3 separate regions of the Mus musculus genome follow, and all the other regions are linked to region 1. A link is a contact called in public Hi-C and HiChIP or PLAC-seq data. All regions are on one chromosome and are shown on one strand. The core of a region is the stretch at or near the end of the contact, and the rest is flanking DNA. Distances in the headings are between cores, read along the strand shown.

What was found. HiChIP or PLAC-seq counts read pairs in DNA pulled down with a chosen protein or histone mark. Hi-C and Micro-C count contacts between places; a contact is called where the count stands out from the background.
Region 2: a CTCF HiChIP or PLAC-seq map of the NIH/3T3 cell line shows a contact between it and region 1, with 20 read pairs. The contact joins two enhancer-like sites. A contact is called at or near these places in 2 of 15 datasets of contacts at CTCF or cohesin (both in the NIH/3T3 cell line), 3 of 484 Hi-C or Micro-C datasets (3T3-L1-derived adipocytes and uterus) and 3 of 115 datasets of contacts at active chromatin or transcription factors (extraembryonic endoderm stem cells, hepatocytes and neural progenitor cells).
Region 3: a contact with region 1 is called in a Hi-C map of liver, with 2.1 times the contacts expected there. The contact joins two enhancer-like sites. A contact is called at or near these places in 1 of 15 datasets of contacts at CTCF or cohesin (the NIH/3T3 cell line), 6 of 484 Hi-C or Micro-C datasets (cortical neurons, liver, muscle stem cells and 2 more) and 3 of 115 datasets of contacts at active chromatin or transcription factors (liver, oligodendrocyte precursor cells and pancreatic cancer cells).

The regions. Positions count from the first base shown.
Region 1 is chr3:58,370,470-58,375,480 of GRCm38.p6, reverse strand. No RefSeq gene overlaps it. Among named protein-coding and RNA genes, the nearest start is that of Tsc22d2, 42 kb to the left of the region's middle. Within about 2 kb of position 2,895, at least 227 of the 459 cell types and tissues checked have an H3K27ac peak or open chromatin away from gene starts, as enhancers often do. A contact at or near this core is called in the NIH/3T3 cell line, liver, pancreatic cancer cells and 1 more, where this site is marked.
Region 2 is chr3:58,200,670-58,205,680 of GRCm38.p6, reverse strand. No RefSeq gene overlaps it. Among named protein-coding and RNA genes, the nearest start is that of Gm40057, 8.7 kb to the left of the region's middle. Within about 2 kb of position 2,355, at least 43 of the 459 cell types and tissues checked have an H3K27ac peak or open chromatin away from gene starts, as enhancers often do. A contact at or near this core is called in the NIH/3T3 cell line and uterus, where this site is marked.
Region 3 is chr3:58,232,595-58,237,605 of GRCm38.p6, reverse strand. No RefSeq gene overlaps it. Among named protein-coding and RNA genes, the nearest start is that of Gm40057, 23 kb to the right of the region's middle. Within about 2 kb of position 2,590, at least 18 of the 459 cell types and tissues checked have an H3K27ac peak or open chromatin away from gene starts, as enhancers often do. A contact at or near this core is called in liver and pancreatic cancer cells, where this site is marked.

The DNA.
Region 1 (5,011 bases), core at 1,646-4,145:
AGGAAATTTTTGTTGGATATAGTGTAATAATATTTTGATAAACAATCCATCTCACTACCAGAAGCTTTTGCAATATTTATTAAAGCAATTCAGACAATGAAGTAAAGACTAATAAGAACATTAAATGTTATTTATAACTTCTAAAGTAATAGCCATTCTAGGATGCCTAATATTACATAATTATATATAACCTAATATTACATAAATTTGTTTCCTAATATCAGTGTCAAAAGGAATGTGTGCATGAAGTATGACCTTTTTGCTTGTTTTTCTTTTGTTTTGAGACTGTGAGTTTTATTATAGATCTGCAATCAGCAATAAGAATAGAATAACTTTTCAGATAATAAGAGACTTTACACTACCTGTACAAGCTCGGCTGAGAGAGCTATTAAGAACCTTAAAACACATGCCGTTCATCTACCCCTCTAGGGTCTTCTAAGTTCTATTCTTGGATTGGGTAAAGTCTTCCGGTTATATCTTGACACTCACTGATGAGGATCTCTGTAAGAGACAGTTTAAATTACTCATGTGTTTATTATACAAATGCTATTTAGATTGATGTCTACCATACCGCAAACATTTGCTGTCCTTGGCATTAAAACTTTTCAAAATAGATTTTACTGGCAGGAAAAATGTGTTGCTGAGAAACTTACATGTTTCTTTCTTCATCATAAAAACAGAAATTGTACTGATTGTGACTCTGAAGTTCTTCCTCCCAGGGCAGAAAGCTCAGAGTCAAGGCTGACGCTAAATCAGAGAAATTCTGTTTGTCTTGATATTTGAATGCTTACTCTTTCCTAGGACTGGTTTCTGTTTCTATTTTACTACCATCATCCTTGTGTTTGTATCCAGAAAGACATTTTTTTTTCTCAATTTTTTTTTAATGTTTGAAAATGAAAGCAAACATCTATTTTGTTGAATGACTTAATGTAGAAAGGAGACATGATGCCGGTGACAGGTGTGAGGAGCACTGGAGTCCACCGTGAAACAGGTGCAGTGTGGTCAGCTGGGTAGTGGGTAGCAGTATGGAATTTACAAAGACACAGACTCAACCCCTAACTTGCTCCCTGGCCGTGGGATCTCTCAGACTCTGGGCTGTGCCAGAGGCCAAGATAAGGAAGGCTTCACTTTCTGGACTAGACCTTCGTGAAGGACCACCACGGTCCTGTGATGTGGATGAGGACTATGTGTGGGTCAGTGGTCCTGATGGGGCCAGGGACCAGGGGCCAGGGGCCAGGTGGTGGCCTGTCTCACATCTAATGCTCTGTGGCTATCTGGTCTGTGCCATGCCCTGGGGCCGTGCTTGGTGTGTGCTACCCACCTGAAGCTGTGGTGCTGTCTGGGGCCAAGTCTGGCTCCAGGGACCTGCTGCAGACTGAAGCCATGTTGATATACACCGTCTAGGCTGCCTCCAAGAACTTTGCCTAGGGCCATGGTCCTACTGTACCAGGGCCCGTATTCATGGTCGGTGCTGTTGCCAGAAACCATGGGGAAAAGTCCTTAGTCCAAGCTCCAGGTGACTATAAAGAGCAGGAAAGCTACTTTGTGATGTCGATAACTGCTGATGCCCAACTGAGAAAGAGGGACTTGGAAGGCTTCTGTAATAATCCCTCCCGATGTCTCGATGTAGCAGCCTAATTAGGAACCATCGAAAGAGAACTCTTAAAAATTCACAACTGATGGCTTCTGGAGGAGGGCACAGATGAGAAACTCAATTTTCTTTAGGGGGCAGGCCACTGGGAGTTTAACTATGCTCCAGTTAGTATATGAGCCATACAAATTGGACTTGTTGTTGTTGGAGGAGGAGAAAAGGAGGAAGAGGGCATGGAAGGACTGGGAAGTGAGAGCAATCAGGGTGTACAAAGTGAAATTCTTAAGGAATCAATAAAAACACTATTTTGAAAACAATTATTGACTCCCAACAGAAATGCATTTCCTCTGTCACATTGCTCTAAACGTTTCTAAGGCTTTGCTCTCAGTTAGTCTTCATAGTTTATAAATTCTTCGGTCATCTGCTGGACTAAGCTTTGAGTAGCCTGCTCTAGGATAATCTGCCTTGATAAACCCCTCTGCTCCTTCCAGCTCACATTCGCAGCTTCTGCTAAGTGCCTGCTTTTGAGTCAGTCACCCTATTACTTTACGCTGTGGACTCCTTCGGGGGCATGTGTGGGAGTCTTTTTAGTCTTTCAGTGCCCAGCACCTACCACAATGCCAGGTAAGGATTTATGTTGTATTAAGTTTTAGGAGGGAAGGATGGTGAAGAGTTTCCTTCCTTTTGTGCTTTTCAGGGTTGGTTAGTTAAACACACACACACACACACACACACACACACACACACATCAGAAATGAGAAAAATGTAAGCATTGTTTTAACAACTGATACTGTAGAACAAGTTGATACCTACCTCCTGTGGCCAGTGACAGAGGTCAGTTTGTGTGAGCAAAAGAAACGAGGCTTGGCAGCTCCTGCTCTCACGGAGCAGGGCACAGGCTCCTCCTCTTCCCACTGTCTTTCGACTGGTAAGATCGTCAAGAGTTTAAAATGACTAATTTTAAGAGACGGGCAAAGTAATTTTGTATAAATGTTCTGTTGAAAATTAAGGCTAGAAAGTGCTGTCTTTCCTACAGCTGTTCCTTTCTAAGGCCTGGTGTTCCTGGAATGTTCAATGGTCACCTCGATGGCATGATTCAGACACTGCAGTAACTGAATATGATCATTTAGAGCATAAGGCACGGGCCCTGACTTTTCTGTTCTGACAGTGGTGCTGTTTGCACAGTTGGTTAATCACAGCTCGAAAGTGACTTATCGGTGATGTGTAATATGACTAAGTGAGCGGCTAAGCAGTTTCATTGTGATCCTGCAGTCACTGGAATTCCTGTCACCTTTCCAACAGTTAAGTCATTTTGCATAACAGCAGGGTGACATCACTGAGTTGCCAGATTATTGGCTGAAGACAAGAGGGAGGGTGGGGGTGAGAATGCTTCCTGGGCTGTAAAGCTTTCCCAGACCTAAATGAGTGGCTTATGCTGTTTCTGCAGTACACTCTGGAGCTTCGGAGTGTCCTACTGCCCAGGCTGAAGCCCAGGAGGGGAGTGAGCAATGTGTCTAACTGTAAAAGTCTCTTCCCTCCACAGGGCTGGCCCTTAAGATGAAGGGCCAGAGAAAGGAGACAATGACAATGTTGTTGTCTCTCTCTGGAAGGACTGATTTATAAGACGCAGTTCACTGTCTGCTTTACACGTCCACACTGAAGAAACAGTCAGCTGGGGCCCAGTTGCAAACCGCTTATGGCTGAAAGCCTGACTTATTTCCAGGGGAAATGGTAGTCTAGATTAGTCATCAGAGAACACTCAAACTTCCAATTTATTTAACTGCTTAAAATCTCATGCTCTAAAACTACTGATAGAAATGCCCCCTAAACTAGAGATAGGAGGGCAACTTATGATGATAATGTCCAATAATCATTATTTACTGTGTGCCAGTGTTGTAAGGAATGAGCATATACCAGTGGGTTTAGTCCAACAAAACAGCCACTACTGATGTCTCTAAGCTACTGAGAAGGGAATGGAGATGCTAAGATCTCACAATCAAGGAAGACTGAGGGCAGAGAGCTCAGTAGCAGCTCACCAGTCTTAGCTGTTGCCTCCCGTTGCCTTATTGTGATAACGACAATTCCACTTACTGCTCCTCCGTCCACTGAATGCTTGTAATGTAACCAGCTCTGAACAAGAGCCATGCCATCCCTTCATTAACCCTGCCCGTGAAATGATCCTTATCATCCCTGTATGGGAGATCGGGAACCTGGGATGGGAAAGTTCTGCCACACAGAGGCAGATGTCGAGGTGTGGTGCCATCCCTGCCTGGCTCTACATTCCATGCATTTAACACAGTGCTGTACTGTTTCAATAGCTGCTGTTTGTTGAGCAACAACTAACGTGTGAACCAGATCGTAGGTATTACTGGCTAGGTTTATAGGTTTATAGGGGCAGAAAACTAAAGTTGTAAGGGGTCAGGCAGTTTGTCAACTTCTGAGTGGCAAAGTCATACCCTCCCTCCTCTTCACCTCCCTCGGATCTAGAGCTGTACTGCAGGTCTCATGCCACAGGACAATAGGGAAGTCGAGGGAAGGGATGGTTTCTCAAGGGACTCTGAGATAGTCTGAAGATCTCTCAAGGAGTGGAGGCTGGTAAGAAATGGCCTAGAAACCACCTAGGGTGGTGCTCTGACTAAGAATGTAAATCTAGATGCCCCGAAGCTCCTTCTCTATTTGATGAGTCTGTGATCTGCTGGGTATGGGCAGACACCTCTCTCACTTCAATTCTTTTTCTTTTCTTACTGGACTCAGCATTTTGAAACAGCACTGCCTCATTCTTCATTTAGCCCAGAGCTTAGAGTCCCCTCAGTTCTCTTGCCTTGTAAGGGTTTTCTCCCTGCCCCTAGCGCAGCTCTTGCTCCGTAGCACATATTCAGTTCTCTGGAATGCAGCCACACATAAGCATGACACATATTTTCAGGAGGCTCTAGAAATGCATCTGGTAAGTGGATTTAATTTTGTTAAAGGGGAAAACATATAGGCACTAGGCTATGTAACCTACTAGTTTCATGGAAGGCACCCCTGCCTTTAAAATGCAACAGTTTACAAACACTGAAACCAATAATAAGCACAAGGCAAGCACACGAAGAAACCAACAGGTTGAATACTTCAGAAACATTTCAGAGTTTTCAAAAAGCAAGAGCCTGGGGTAAGTTGAAACTCTTACTCTATTAAACAAAAATTAAACACTACCCTTTAATAATTTAAAGAACATTTATTTTGGAGAAGAAGAGAGTGAAAGTTATGTATGACATATCTTAGTCAATACCATACAGTGAAAAGACTGTAAGATATGGCTGTTCAAACAGGGAAGCAAGTCCTCTATAGGGAACCTTCTGGAAGGAGGAAAGACTTGGCTAGAACTAGAAAGACTGGTGGAATTTTAAGGGTTGACATAGAGGTTAGAGAAAGGACAGT
Region 2 (5,011 bases), core at 1,106-3,605, 170 kb after region 1:
CTGCATTGAAGTTTTGCTGGCCAGTCTTCCCATAAGGCTTGTTGGGAAATCCACTGACTATCATTTTTACCATATATACGCTAGTATCTTAGAAGTACTATTTAAGATTTCATTTGACTTTATAAAATCATGAGCTTTGGCACTGACTATAATCTCTGTCAATGAGGAAAGCTTACATGAGTTAGTAACCTGGCAGAGGATCCCTGTGTTTTAAAAAAAATGAATGCACAGGCTGGAGAGATGGCTCAGTGGTTAAGAGCACTGACTGCTCTTCCAGAGGCCCTGAGTTCAATTCTCAGCAACCACATGGTAGTTCACAACCATCTGTAATGGGGTCAGATGCTCTCTTCTGGTATGTCTGAAGACAGCTACAGTGTACTCATATACACAAAATAATAAATCTTTTAAAAAATGAATGCACAACAGTAATGCCCACCTTCTGTGGCACACTAAGAACTCAAAACTTTTAATATAAAATATGACAGATGATTGGTTTTGTTACCCTCTATCCTACTGCTAAGGGCCCCAAAACTGGCCACAATATACTAGCTCTTATTACCATATACTGCTCTAAGCATTTTATACCCATTATTTCCCAGTAGTTCTGTAGAGTATTTGTTCTATGGAGGCACTGAGGGATATAGAATTTAGGAAACTTGACTGAAGTTTACTCAGACATAGAGGAGATCACTAAATCTCAATTAGATTGTAGAGTTTTCAAGGCAAAGACCCATCACACATGCCAATTTTGTCTAGCTTTTCAGTGTCCTGTGCAGTCATCCCTATAGTAGGTGTCCAATAAATGTTGCTTTTATTCCAAGAGCAGAGGCACTTAAACTTGTTTTACAATAAGCAGTAGACTAGAAACATGAATGGCCAAACAGCAGCTGCTTTCTCATAGCCCAATAACCTGTGTGGCTAAGAGCTTGTAGGCCAAAAGTCTGATGACCAAGAGTGAGGCTGCAGCAGGCAGACAGAAACCGGAGAGCACTTGTAGGGCGGAGTGGGGATGGCAAGGTAGGAACCTAAGCCTAGGACAATGGAAAGCTCCACTAACTAAGCCTGAGCAAGTCTCAGCAAGGCTGTTGGCCCCAGTGAGACAGTCAACCTCAGTCTATTCCATGGTCAGGGTGAAAGCATCTTTAAGAATACCTAGCTGTTGATCAGACCTTCCTGCTGCTTTCTTCCCCTAAGCCAACAGCTCCTGAGCTTTCTGGCATTTCTGTTAAAGCATTCAGATCCCAGAATCCTTTACCACCAACTTAATGCCTGCTCACATCATTCCTAGGACACATGGCTGAGCAACTGGGAGGGGGCGGGTTGTCCAGGAGTGCTGGCAAATGGCACAGGCTTTCCTTATACTACATGTGTCACAGTAAATCCGGTTATAAATGTTCCCTCCCCCCTTCTTTGCATAGAGAAACATAAAGGGAGACAATTACTCAAGGCACCGTGACACTGTTTGAGTATGCCAAAGCTTGGGCTGGAGGCACTCACTGCATCTCCTTAAATATCTTTTTAATATCTTGGCCCGATCAGACATACCAAGGCCATTACAAAGTTTGCAAATCAATGCCCCAGCTGTTTTGGTTTTTAATAAAACTGAATATGATCTATTTAAAATGATTGTTTTCTATAGGGCTTTCCCAGAACAGGGCTGTGGGCAGCCCTGAAGGCAGGTCTTGGCTCTGATAGAGGTTCTCTCTTTGGATTCCACAGGGTGGGGTGGAAGTGAGGCCTCTGCAGGATTGAGGCTGTCAGCCTCACCTCAGTCCCCCAGCCTCACAAATGTGCGCTTCCTGATGAGTTTACCAAAACATTACTGAAGAATCTTAAAGTTTCAGTTCTTTAAAAATCACAGCTTCTCCATCTGGGATCAGTTCAAATGATTCCTTCGTAATTTTATTAGAGGTCCTGGCCCAGGCAAAGTCTTTTTAGTTGATTACTGCCATGTTGGAAACCGAAAGAGATTCTATTAAAAAAAATTAACCCTCTTGTCCCAAGGAAAAATAAAAGGAGATACACAAAACTGTCTCCTCAGCGACTATGATGTCCACAGTTCCCAAAGCTCTCAGTTTCAAAGTTCCCAAGCAAAAGGGATGTAGTATTATTAAGTTTGGGGCCTGAATAGAAAAACCACAATCTAAGTGCCCGTATATCAATTTTATAATGTTGATAGTTGAATGCAATTCATCTGGGCCATAAATGTGACATCCTGATAAACAAGTCCTTTTGAGGCTGTATTTGAAGATGATTTTACTAGTTTTGAGACATTGCAGTATGATCAGAAATGCGTCACCCACTCATGCAGTTTGCTTTTCTTTGCTTCAGTTTATATAAAATGACTAAGGCTGTGTTGCCTGGGCTACTTGACTGCAGATCTGTGTTCCCCTGGCTCAGCCAAAGGAGAAGATGGAGCCTCTTAGGAACCTTCTGGGCCTTGACTTCTCACCAGCTCATCCCAAGCAACGGAAACTCACTCTTCTTTCTCCTTCTCTTTTCTTTGTCTTCTTTCTTCCCTCCTTCTCCCCTTTCTCTTCATTTCCTCATTTTTTTCCTAACCACAGGCAAAGCACTGTCTCCCTAATTCTCTAAAGTTATCTATTCCTGAATTTTTCCCTTAACCACAGCCGAGAAGATTGAATAGCTGAGGTCGGGAAGCACGGAAAGAATGTCAACAATTTACCACTAAAATATACATTAAGAATATTTCCAGCAGTTTAATCTCCAGGTTGAATTTCTAAATCTAGATTTCTCTTGTCACATGACTGTCTGTTTTCACGTTTATTTGTGCCACTTTCAGCCATAATTTATCCTGTCCTAAATGAACTCTCTGTGGAAGGTAGAGCTGAACAAAAATAAACAAGTCATATAAACCTCAAAAGCAGGAGGCTAAAATAGTTGTCTTTTCCACAAGCCAATATATAAATACCATTAAACATTTTAAAATTATATTTGTTTATCTATTCACTCACTCACTCATTCATTCATTCATTCACACATTTAGTGGGCATATCTGTGTTCTAATTGTCTGCTCATCATATATACCAGTTTGGCAAATAAGTGACAGCACGTGTTGTATTAAATCTAAGGCAGACATTCTGTGGGTTTAGTCTTCCAAGTCTGATTGTTAAGGGATTAACGCTATCCTCAGAGTAAGGGCCTGATGGGCTTTATTATGTCCCCTTTAGCTATAAGAACATCATATATTATTCTTAGTTTGTGAACTTTCTTTAGAGATATTATTCCCACCTCTGTCCCTCTTCCTTATTGGACTTAGTAATTGAAAAATATTTTTGTTCTACATTTCTCTACATATTCCCTAATTGGGGGCATTAACATTTGAAATCCAATGAATGATTATCAAATGTAAGCATAGTTTGACAGAGGCAGGAGAGATGGCTCAGCAATTAAGAGCACTGGTTGCTTCTCTCCCAGAGGTCCTGAGTTCAAATCCCAGCAACTGCATGGAGGCTCACAATTATCTGTGATGGGATCCGATGCCGTCTTCAGATGTGTCTGAAGACAGCATACTCATATACATAATATAAATAAAAAAGAAAATTAGAAAATTGTTATCTTAATCACCTAAAAAATAGCTTGATCGGTTGGCACATGCTTCTTTTTTCTTATCTGGCCTGTGCAGTGTTTATTTGTTATTTCTTGTCTATCACAACCCATCCTGAATCCCAACATTCAGTTTTCCATTAAAGAGTTGTATTCTCCTCATTGTGTGAGATCTTGGTAGTTTAATCTGAACATCCATTTCCCAGTCTGAGAACTGGAAGGAAAAGTACTTTTTGTATAAATAATGTATGTTTTATTTCATGTGCAGAACCTAGATTCTTTCTGGTTTTTGTTTCTTGTTTTTTGTTTTTACGGAAACATGCAGTTAGGAGCATAACTAGTTGGTGGGGTTGGGGAATAAGGGCAGAGAGGGAAGAGGACAAGAAAGGGTGATGGGGTGAAATATTATTAACGTATATTGTAGACACATATGAAAGTCATGATACCCATTATCTTGTATAATTAATATACAGTAATAGAAATGTCCAGTTTCTCATTATATGTGTGTGTGTGTGTGTGTTTGATTAAAGAGTTAAGAGCCAGGAAGAGTTTGAAAGTCAAGCAAAGCCAAAGCCTATTCAAAGAGGACAAGTTCATTAGAGTTTAAAAGAATATCCCAAGGTAGGCACACTGTAAATCTCAGCAGCTGCCTGGAGGAAGAAAATGGAAGAGAGAGAGAGTGATGGCTTCTAGGAACTGTGCTACAGGGCATGAATTCTGAGAAGTATAAGTCTAGTTTCTCACTGAGAGGAATGATTATTCTGCCTATTTCTTTAGCATAGACTAAGGTGAAATGATCCTTGGACCTCAAAGGGATGGTCCTTCCTTCCTGAGAGGTGGTCCTTTGGCTAGATGATTAGCTGGCCTGACTGGACTAGCTTGTTTGTTTATGGTTTGGGGTGGTATGTAATGTCAGATCTTCACCCAGGCTGGAGATTTCATCCTCTTAACCAAAAGAACATAGGTTTCTCTTAATGGGTAATTGTTACTGCTGTGCTGCTAAGTGTCAGCTCTTCTGCCTGCTCCTGCTTCCTTATTGATTTTGTTCTTGCTGTTGTCACCCTATGGACATCCAGGGAAGGGTATTCTACCTAAATGTGACCACTTAGTCTTTTCTGGCTTGTTGAAGATCATGTAGTTTTCATGAGGACAGAGAATACACTTCCTTTACACTGTGAACTAAAACCCTATGAGATCAACTTGACTGGATCTGCAACCTCTTAGAAGACAAACCTCTGGATGTGTCTATGGAAGTTTATTTCCAGGGAGGATTAAGTGAAGGGACAAAACCTGTATTTAGATTGGATGATCTTCCCACAGTTGGCCTAGATATAAAGAGGTCTGAGTGAAAAAGAATTTTGCTAGCCTGACTTCACCTCTCCCAGAGTGCGTGTGTCTCTTGCTGTTGACTACTGCCATCTCCCACGGATTCAGTAAGATTCAG
Region 3 (5,011 bases), core at 1,341-3,840, 140 kb after region 1:
TTTTAAACAGTCTTAAAAATGTTAGGAAGTACAACTGACTGGAACTGACCACAGCAGGAAGGGCTGTTGCCTGGTGTTATTTCTCTAACTCTCAGGCACTGTTTCTTCTGGGACTAGAGGAAGAACAGGAAAGTTTAGAAGCTGTGTGATCAAGCCACAGTGCTTGATGCTTGAGAAAAAAGTCCCCTTCCTCCTCCACTGAACTCAGAATACCTAGTGTCAGAATGGATGTCTAGGGTTGCAAAGCAGGGCGCTCGAAGGTGGAGGCTTGGAGTGGAGCTCTGGGCCTGTGGACCTCAGGATCTCAGCATTGGTTCTGACTGCCAGTCTGGGCTGAGGCACCACATCCATTTTCTTATTAACAGAGGGACATTGGCAAAGCAGGTGTAGATTCACAGAGAGTAGACGGATGGAAAACGAAATCGCTAACAGTGATGGTGTGGATGAGGGGTGTCTCTGACCGCCCGGCCCGTGGCTGAGCTCTTAGACCGGACTGTCGAAAAGGGTCGTAAAACTTTAAGGGATTCTAGACAGAGGAAATGGGTTGTTGGGGGCTGTGAGGTTTATAACATAGCCCTGCTTCCTCCTGGTGTGCCAAGGTAGGAGAAAGTCACCTCAAGCTCCAGAAGACACATCTGTGGGCCGCTACTATCTGTGCCTTCATCACCACGATGAACCGTATCCCTTTTAAACTAAGAGCCCAAATAAATCCCTCCTTAAGTTGTTTCTGTAGGGTAAGTTGTTGCAGTAGCAGGAAAAGGCACTAGCAGATAGCTAGCTTGGACACTGAGGCTCGGTAAAATGCATTTGGCCATGGCATGCCAAAAGCTCTCTGACACTTCTCAGCCTTGTTTGAGACTTCTAGTTAAGAAGTAGTCTCAGATGCAGGCATTTGGTAGACTTGAGTTTTGTTACTGCTACTGTGTAATCAAGAGACTTTTTTGTGTTCATATTGATATTTTTATTTATATATACATCATAAGAATTCACATGTCCAGCAAGGTCTCCTGATGCTCGTGTTGCTTCAATCAGGAGGAACAGAACAAGCATGAAGTATGTGGTTGGAATGATGGATGGGATTGGGACTTAGAAACAGTCTTACTCCAGCCACTAGGGTCCCAAGACATGACCCAAAATGTCTGTGATCTGTCAATCCTTTTATAAAGGAAACATAATAGAGAAGGGACCTGAGGTGGCTCAGGCCGCATTCTGTCTGCACACACAGAATCTATAAAATGGGCACTCTGTTTGCAGAGACATTCAGAAGATTTTCTGTGTGTAAATGCTGTGTAATTTTTACCTCAACATGCCTAGATTACTGCCAATTGTTTCTATCAGTCTTAACTTTCTCCTTGAATAAGAGGAGGCACAGTGTGAACTTTCCTATAATATAGAGACTTTCTTTCTTTAAAAATATATTTAAGTGTGTGTGTGTGTGTGTGTGTGTGTGTACATACTAAGGGGCTATGGAGGCCAGAGATATTTTATCTCCTGGAGCTGGAGTTGCCTGGTGTGAATGCTGGGAGCTGAACTCTGGCTCTCACAACATGTGCTCTTAACTGCTGAACTACCTCTCTAACAGCCTAGTGCAGATAATTTTCAAGAAGATAGGCTATTGTGCTGGAGAAACAAACTCCAAAGTGCAGAATATTTGTATTTTTAGGTAGTACAAGCTGTCACGTTGTGTGTAGACCCTGTAGTGCATATGGAAGGGCTACTACTCTGACGAGGCCTGCTGAAAAATCCACAGCCAGGCATTGAGAGAAGAGTGTCATTGCATGAAGACCAGAAGTGAGAGAGTCTGAAAAGATGGGCCTGTGCCCCAGGTAGCCATGCCGCTTGCTTCTGTAGTGCCTCTAGTCAGTGGGCCTAAATGGGAAGATCACTTGAAATTATTTGTATTGACTTAGGGCTAGATAAGAGACCAAAACTTTAAAACACAAAGCTGCTTTAATTAAAATAAGAGGACCACAACTGTTTGAGGGTCAGAAGGAAAAGAGGAAGAGAAGGCCTCTATAATAAAGGTTTAATCTGCTCTCCCCACATAGCATCTGCTTAATGGGAAAAGTGTAGCTCTTCTAAGTAAAGACAATAAATCTGATTAGGGATCTATCTGCCTGGAACCGTGATTGTACTCTGACCTCTGGCAGCGGGATTTGTCCTTTCAGGGAGCTTTGCCACATCCTATGTGTACACTGGGTGACTAATATTTATTATAGAGCCATGTGATGGGATGGTGAACAAAGGTTGTCCCTAGCCACCTTTTGTCCATCACCACTGTGGCTTCTCTTGTGGCATGTGATGTTCTTGGGAACCTGGCACAGTTTTTGAGGCAGCCATGGGTGCTATTTTATAAATACAGCTCAGACCTCCTGGGTATGTATGGTGGCAGCTTATCAAACCTATTGCGTACACACCATGCCACTTGTGCGTAAAAGGGTTCTCTCAACAAGTCCCCTGGCATCGTGGCTGTGTGTTGATTAGCTGTGGGTGATGTCATGTTGATGTTGACTCTGTTGAAGGCGGGCAAGCATGTTAGTGTGATGTATGTGGCCATGATGTGCTAGGAAATGGAGAAACCATGGTGTACTCATTTACTATTACCCAATGATGTGGCAACTCATCCAAGCACACAACAACTGCTGGTCATTTGTGACTTACAGCTTTCCAAAGTTCCTGTTTGCCCTGTTGCTTACTCTTGGACCATCTCCATAAGTTTAGCATATGAACCCTACTGTCAACAACATAGGCATTTTTTTTCACAAATTTAGCACAATCTCCTACCCACAATTTGCAAACACTTATGTCTGGATAGTCTTAAGATAATGTGGCAATATATATATATATATATATATATATATATATATATATATATATATGTGTGTGTGTGTGTGAGATGTGTGTGTATGCACATATATGTATACACATTATATATATATGTGTATGCCCATAATGTATATGTATGTATACACTGCTTAATTCCCATTAAGATATATATATGTGTGTATATACATATACATATGCATATACACACATATAATACATACACATACATATATATACACACACATATATACACACTCACTCACACATACACATATATACACACACATGTGTATATATATGTGTGTGTGTATATATGTACATACATATATATATGTATATTTGAATTGTCAGGTCCTAACTCATATACATAAAGAAGAATAAGGAAGAGATGTATCATTGTTTGTCTCCTGTTCCAAGAGTTGTAAGAAGATTAGATTACTCTGGCATTTCTAGAGAGGTAGGAAAATGTTCAGTGAAAAGGCCTCAATCAACATTTTAATCACTAATGCAATTGACCACGACAACAATCTGTGTGAGATAGAATGGCCCAAAGGGTTTCAGGAGAAACCAATTCTACTAAAGTATCCTAATTTTTAATGCTTTAAACTTATTACGATTTAAACTTGTTCTATGTAAAATGTACTCCAGAAATGGTCAAAAGAAAAACAGTAATATTTTCCTAATCACTTTATTGTAATTTGAAGTTGGCTGTTTATTAAAAAGCTATGGATTTAAAAGTTAGCTTTAAGAATCCAAGGGCCAGGCTGGCAAGATGGCTCAGGGGTTAAGAGCACTGATTGCTTTTCTCAAGGTCCTGAGTTCAAATCCCAGCAACCACGTGGTGGCTCACAACCACCTGTAATGGGATCTGACGCCCTCTTCTGGTGCGTCTGAAGCAGTTTCAGTGTACTTATGTACAATAATAAATACATCTTTGGGACAGAGCGAGCAGGGACTGAGGGGTCAGAGTTGACCAGAGCGAGCGGGGTTGACTGGAGCGAGCAGAGGTCTTAAATACAATTCCCAACAACCACATGAAGGCTCACAGTACAGCTATAGTATACTCATATACATAAAATAAATAAATAAATCTTAAAAAAAAAGAAGACTCCAAGGGTCATCCTGAGGTAGCATTCAGTTTTAGACATTTAATGCCTTTGTATTTTTTATGTGTCATCTATATGACCAGCCTAGCAAATGTTTGTTGGTGCTGATGAGAGCTGGTTCACATGCTTTTTGTATGCTAATTAGAAGCATCTGGGCATCAGATGCTTTTTCAAGGCTAATTTTTGTAGCATTAACAACTTGGGCTCATGGGGTTTTGAGAGGCCACATGATTCGCAGTATTCAGCATAACTCAGTGAAGCTTTGCTGGAAACTTCAAAAAGGATTGTTTCTATAATACCACATTCATTTTGTCTTCTACTTAAAAAAACACTTAGTTTTATTTATGTGTGTGTGTGTGTGTGTGCAAGAGCACGTGGACATATGGTATGCATGAGCATGTATATATCTGTGTAAGTGGAAGCACACATGTGTGTATGATAGTATGTGCACCTGTGCACATAAATGGGCAGAAGGGTGCATTGTGTTTGTTCCTTTATTAATCTCCACCTATTTCTTTGAGGTGGGGCCTTTCTCTGAAGCCAGGGCTCAAATCTCAGCCAGGCTCATATCCAGCAAGCCACAGCAAGCCTCCTGTCTCTTGCTTTTCAGAGCTTGCAGGATGCCCTGTGTATTCTGTACATGCTGTGATTTGAACTCTGAGCCTTATGGTTTGGGAGCAAGTGGTCTTCCCTACTGAGCTGCCTCTCCGGCCGCATTCATTTTCTGAGAAGCAAATTCACATGATACAGATAAGCACAATCTTGGGTTCTTATTGGGATATATAGTTCTTTAAAAGCTATCAAACTTCAGGAAAAATATTATTTTTTTATTTAGGGACATATATAATTCTTAAAATCTTGAATGTAAATGACTAAATGTATGTAAAATACTGTATATTATACAAAGAATCAATCTGTTCTGTGTTTTTTAGACTCACAGCCTGGACAAAACCACAAAGATGTAAAGAAAAACCTATGACCTACAACATTCATGCTGCCCTCAGCTCCTTCCTTGAATTGGAACTAACTTTCACGATAACCTCCTAGCTATCTATGGCTTCCAGATGAAATTCAGTTGG